Regions from separate parts of the Mus musculus genome. Here region 2 is linked to region 1. A link is a contact called in public promoter capture Hi-C data. All regions are on one chromosome and are shown on one strand. The core of a region is the stretch at or near the end of the contact, and the rest is flanking DNA. Distances in the headings are between cores, read along the strand shown.

Region 1 (2,700 bases), core at 76-2,575:
CAGAGCTTAGAAAACGTAATATACAACAGGACACAGATAAGTCAGAAGTGTCAGATTGAGATATATTCTGATAGCTTCTCCTCAGCAATGGCTCTAGCCTAGAGATATATTCAGACACTCCAAAAGAGGGAGTCAGATCTCATTACAGATGGTTGTGAGCCACTATGTGGTTGCTGGGAATTGAACTCAGGACCTCTGGAAGAGCAGTCAGTACTCTTAACCACTGAGCCATCTCTCCAGCCCATCTCTGCTTTTCAAATGGCGCAAATATGCCCTGGGTTTAAAAAGTACACAGAGCCAGGCAGTGGTGGTGCATGCCTTTAATCCCAGCACTCAGGAGGCAGAGACAGGCCAGCCTGGTTTACAGAGTGAGTTCCAGGACATCCAGGGCTACACAGAGAAACCCTGTCTCGAAAAAAAAAAAAGAAAAGTACCCAGAGCAGACAAAAAAACCCAGTAACCACTATACCTATTGTGTACCTGAAGCAAAATAAAAAATAAATAAATAAATAAAGACTATTAAAGACAGAGGCTCCCTATATAGCCTGGGCTGTACTGAAACTCTCTATGAAGACAACCCGCCTTCACTTCCTTTCCAAGTGCTGGGATTAAAGGCATGTACCACCACACCTGGCTTTTTTTTTTTTTTTTTTTTTAAAGCTAGACTTGTAGTCAGGTATTCTCAGCCAAGACTCTGAAGCCAGCTATCATAGAGAATCATAGTTAAAATAGTAAAACTCAAGCTGTGAGGATAGCTTGGTGGATAAAATCACTTTCAAACCAGTCCAACCACCTGACTTCAGTCCTTGCAACTCACATTTAAAAAAAAAAGAAACAAAAACCCAACCAACCCACCAAGCCACCAACCAAACAAAAAACCAAAACCAAACAGGTGCAGGGCTACAGAGATGGCTTTTCGACTAAGTGCACTCATTGCTCTTCCAGAGGCTCCAGGTTCAATTCCCAGCACCCACATGGCAACTCACAGCTGTTTGTAACTCCAGTTCCAGGAGATCTGACACCGTCACACAGATATACACACAGACAAAACACCAATGCACACAAAATAATATTAAAAAATAAACTTTTCCAAGTTGTCCTCTGACATCTACGTGTATGACATAGTACACTGGGCATGCATACATTCACTCTAAATAAATGCAATGGAGTAGATATACCAAAGCATACTTTAAAAGGGCATAATCTAAGGTCTGGCATGCACTTTCAGATGTGACTCTGAAGCTGGGCATGGCAGTGCACACTTCTAGTCCCAGCACTTGAGAGACAGACAGAGAGGATGATCAGGCATTCAAAGCCAATCTGGGCTACATGGATCTATTTCAAAATGAAACAAAGGGCACACACAGGGAGATGGCTCAGTTGGCAAAGTATTCAGGGCATAAGCAAGAGAAGCTGAGTTTAATCCCATGAAACCTCATAAAAAACCGGTCTGTGACATGCTTGTAATACCAGCACTGGGAAAAATAAAAGGTAGATATGAGTGAGTATCTGGAGCCTGATGACTCCCAAGAGAGCTCAATCAGCAAGCCTCAACTGCAAACAGAACACAGTGGATGATTCCTGAGGAAAACCACCACAGGCTGACCTTGAGTAGCTGTGCTTTATAAACCCCTCAAACTCATGTGACCTGGCACCCCTACTTCCTTACCCACATGGGATTTTAGAAATTCAGCAGTCCAACTTTAGATCAGTGAGAAGCCAATAAATATCAAACGTCAGCTGGCAGCATAGCTGCCCAAGTAACAGCAGACGCGGCATGCCCCGCGAGACCCCTTACCTTGTGATCACGTGGTAGTAGTAGATCTTCCCCTCAGGGTCTCGGGCTGTCTTCCAGTTGGGAGGTAAAACAATCGTTTTTGGTTTTGGAGGGGAGGGTGGTGGCAGGTCCAGTAGATTATTTGTTACAACCATTTCAGGCTAAAAAATATATAAATACATTTTTGATCAGTGATATTCCTTTCAATACGTAACAGGGCAAAGTGCCTACTTAAGCAATAAAACATCTAATTTTCCTCAAAAAAGGTAAAGGAAAGGTATGCTATGGGAAATAGTTAACAAGATAATACATATGGGGCTGGTGAGATGGCTCAGTGGGTAAGAGCACCCGACTGCTCTTCCGAAGGTCCAGAGTTCAAATCCCAGCAACCACATGGTGGCTCACAACCATCCGTAACGAGATCTGACTCCCTCTTCTGGAGTGTCTGAAGACAGCTACAATGTACTTCCATATAATAAATAAATAAATCTTTAAAAAAAAAAAAGAAAAGATAATACATATGAAGATCCTTAGGGAACTCCCTAAGCCATAAAAATATCTAACAACCGGTCATTTAGATCAACATCTACCAGCTTCAATACAAACAAACCAACTAGCATTGACAAAAAAAAGTCACTGCTAACAGCATACAAAACTCCGTATTAGAGCACAGTGGCTAAGAGCACTTGCTTTTCTTGTAGAAAAACCGGGTTTGATGCCCAGTCCCCGGGGGATCTGATGCCGCCTTGTAATCTCTGTGGTACTAGACACAGACATACATAAACAGACCTGGACGGCAGAATGGTAACATTCAACCTACTCTACTTTTCAGAAATAATTTTCAGCTATTGTTTTTTTCTTAACTACACCTTAACCACCAAGTCGTCTCTCCAGCAATGCTACACTTTCAAAAACCCAATAAT
Region 2 (2,700 bases), core at 80-2,579, 110 kb before region 1:
CACTGCAGAGGCCAGGCTGTCCTCCTGGCCTTTTAGCCGCTCACCTGGATGGAGAGCAAACAAGTGGAAAGGGCTGTGCTGAAGCCACTGTCCTGAGGGCAGGACCCAGCCCACGGGGCAGCCGGCACTTACGGATCAGCTCCGCGATGGCTCTCTGGGTCCGCTTTTCTAGCTTCTCTAGCTTCTTGGCCACATCTCTCTTGAGATCCCTGGAACAGGAAAGAGGGGAAACTGAGAAGCTAAGGGCTTTCGTGGTGTGGCCCTGAGATCCTCCTGCAGTGCTTTGATATTTATATCCTCAGCTGCCTGAGATGCTGCCTGCTCTGCTCTTCTGGACCCCAAGACCCATCATTCTTCCCAGCTCCACTGAGATAAGGGGATGTGTACCACAGACCCAGTCAAGGCGGACACTGAGACACATGGTGGCTGGCTCCTTGGGATCCTCCTGTTATGTCCCCACTAAGTCGGCATCGGAGAGGAACTTGCCGTGGCCAACTGCCAGCCCTATTCCACCTCTTGCCACAGCCTCCGACCCCCACTCCTGGGGCTTCCAGAATTCCTAAATTCGGCCCGAGTTCTCTGGCGCTGCAGTTCCTACAGCACACACCTCATGCCTGCTTCATCAAATTAAAGCACTGTGGTAGATCTGTAACCACAGATCTGCAGGTACCAGAAAACAGCCCTGACCTCTGGGACAAGGCACCGAGAGATATGCCTACAGCCTACAGCACCTTCCCTCACCCATTTTCAGAGGGGCTTCCAGGCTTCTGGGCTTGAAGAGATTGGGTTCCCTACTTTACAGTTAAAACAGAGACGTAAGCCCTATCTGACTGTCCATCTGCTTTCTTCCCTGTAGTATCCCGAGCACAAAGGGGACACTACTCAGATGGCCCAGAGCAGGGGACTTTTCACCCCTACAGAAGAGGCTTGAAAGGATGGCTGCTCTTTCATCCCTCGGCCCTCTTCAGCGCTTTACTCTCAGCCATCACCCATGCCTTACTTAGCCCTTAGCCCTGACTCTCTTGGGCAGAGCTGGGCTTGCAGTGCTCGTCCCTACCTGTCCCTTGGCTGTCCTCCCAGCTGAGGCCTGTGACATGCACCAAACACTATCACCCCCACCCCCCAACACTCACCAATCAGGTTTCCGGGGTGCCAGGTTGGCCAGGTCCTAGGGAGAAAGGAGACAACTCATCAGGGCCAAGGCCCAGCCTCAGGGGGAGCGGAGAGCCAGGGCACAGAGGCAGAAAAATGTCGGCAGGCCAGGAAGGCAGTAGGGTGGGAACAGAGACAGTCAGAGAAGGAAGCAGCCCCAGCAGGGAGGGGCCTCCCAGGGACTCACCACTTCCTCAATGACAGGCTCTGGCTTGGCTGCCTCCAGCTGCTCCTTCACCTTCTCCTCCACTAGAGGGCGAAAGAACACAGGCCTGCAATGTGGAAGCTGCCACTCCAGAGAGAACAACCTAAGGGGCCCCAGGGAGGAGCAGGGACCCCACTCAGCAGTAACTCTGGAAGACAAGTCTAGTTTCCTAGGTTGAAGGCAGACCCCAGAGCCCAGAAAGGGACAGAACAGGCTATAGCTGGAGTGGACAAGGTGTCCAGATGTGAAATGGGAGGTGGCTGTGTATATGGGGAGTGTGGCATTAAAGTGAAGGCCCTAGGAATCTCCTCCAGGTCTGGCATGGCTGGAGTCTGGGTGTCTTATCATTCCTTCCATCCCACATCAGACTTACAACAGGCACCTCCCGCCTCCACCATGACCCTAGGTCTCTGAGTGTCCCCTTCTGGGGACCAACAGTGTGGACAGCCTTCAGACCTGTCACGAGGGATGTGTCCCTGTGACCTTCCTTTCTTCTGCCACACTTGAGTCCTGGTGGCCTCCTTGTATAGGACAATGGCCAGTTTCTCATCCCCCTCCTACAGCCTGTGGGACGTCCTTGCCCGACCCTGCCGCTGCTCCACAGGGTGGGGAGAGGATTAGCAAGAAACAACTGGGCAACTGCTGAACTATGATAAGGTATTTATTCATTCATTACTTGTACAAAGAAAAGCTGGTATCAAAATTAAAAACTGGGGCTGGAGAGATGGCTCAGAGGTTAAGAGCACTGACTCTTCTTCCGTTGGTCCTGAGTTCAATTCCCAGCAACCACATGGTGACTCAAAACCATCTGGAATGTGACCTGATGCCTTCTTATGGTGTGTCTGAAGACAGTGACATGTACTAACATAAAATAAATACATTCTTTAAAAAAAAAAATTAAAACCTAAGATTTTTAGATAGGCACGGTAGCACATGCCATTAATCCTAATACTTGGGAGGCTGTGGCAGGTGGGTCTCTGTGAGCTCAAGGCCAGGCCGGTCTACACAGTGAGCTCCAGTGAGACCCTGCCTTAAAACCAAACAAAGCCAGATCCTTCAGAACAGAGGATGGATGACCCTGCTCCTGGACCAGGAGGGTCTCTCTTCATCCTGGGGCTCTCACCCTTTGACTAGGCAGTGGGGAAGCCTGGGCAGGGCTCTCTCTGGCCTCTGTGTTGCTGCTGACTCCTTCCTTGCCTTGCTGCCCAAGTGCCTCAGGTCACTTCTGCTCCTCATGCCCTGAGGGCCTGTGGCCCCTTCAGGATGGCAGGTGCAAGGGCCTCCTTCCTGTGCTCCTGGCCCTTTTATGGTCCCTGAGAAGGTGTGTGAATGCCTCGGAGGCC

The links. Capture Hi-C pulls out chosen DNA fragments and counts their contacts.
Region 2: a promoter capture Hi-C map of adipose tissue shows a contact between it and region 1. The contact joins two enhancer-like sites. A contact is called at or near these places in 14 of 39 promoter capture datasets (the 3T3-L1 cell line, 3T3-L1-derived adipocytes, the C10 cell line and 10 more), 2 of 15 datasets of contacts at CTCF or cohesin (large pre-B cells and pro-B cells), 1 of 484 Hi-C or Micro-C datasets (bone marrow-derived macrophages), 8 of 115 datasets of contacts at active chromatin or transcription factors (the HPC-7 cell line, bone marrow-derived macrophages, embryonic stem cells and 2 more) and 3 of 9 other capture datasets (adipose tissue, liver and pancreatic islet).

The regions. Positions count from the first base shown.
Region 1 is chr9:110,601,361-110,604,060 of GRCm38.p6, reverse strand. Setd2 (SET domain containing 2) reads right to left here. Exons shown (of 21, transcript NM_001081340.2): 17 at 1,799-1,938. Among named protein-coding and RNA genes, the nearest start is that of Nradd, 22 kb to the left of the region's middle. Within about 2 kb of position 1,325, at least 4 of the 459 cell types and tissues checked have an H3K27ac peak or open chromatin away from gene starts, as enhancers often do. A contact at or near this core is called in adipose tissue, where this site is marked.
Region 2 is chr9:110,708,595-110,711,294 of GRCm38.p6, reverse strand. It overlaps Ccdc12 (coiled-coil domain containing 12), which reads right to left. Exons shown (of 7, transcript NM_028312.3): 4 at 1,340-1,401; 5 at 1,134-1,168; 6 at 133-209; 7 at 1-44. Among named protein-coding and RNA genes, the nearest start is that of Gm35775, 32 kb to the left of the region's middle. Within about 2 kb of position 1,329, at least 207 of the 459 cell types and tissues checked have an H3K27ac peak or open chromatin away from gene starts, as enhancers often do. A contact at or near this core is called in adipose tissue, where this site is marked.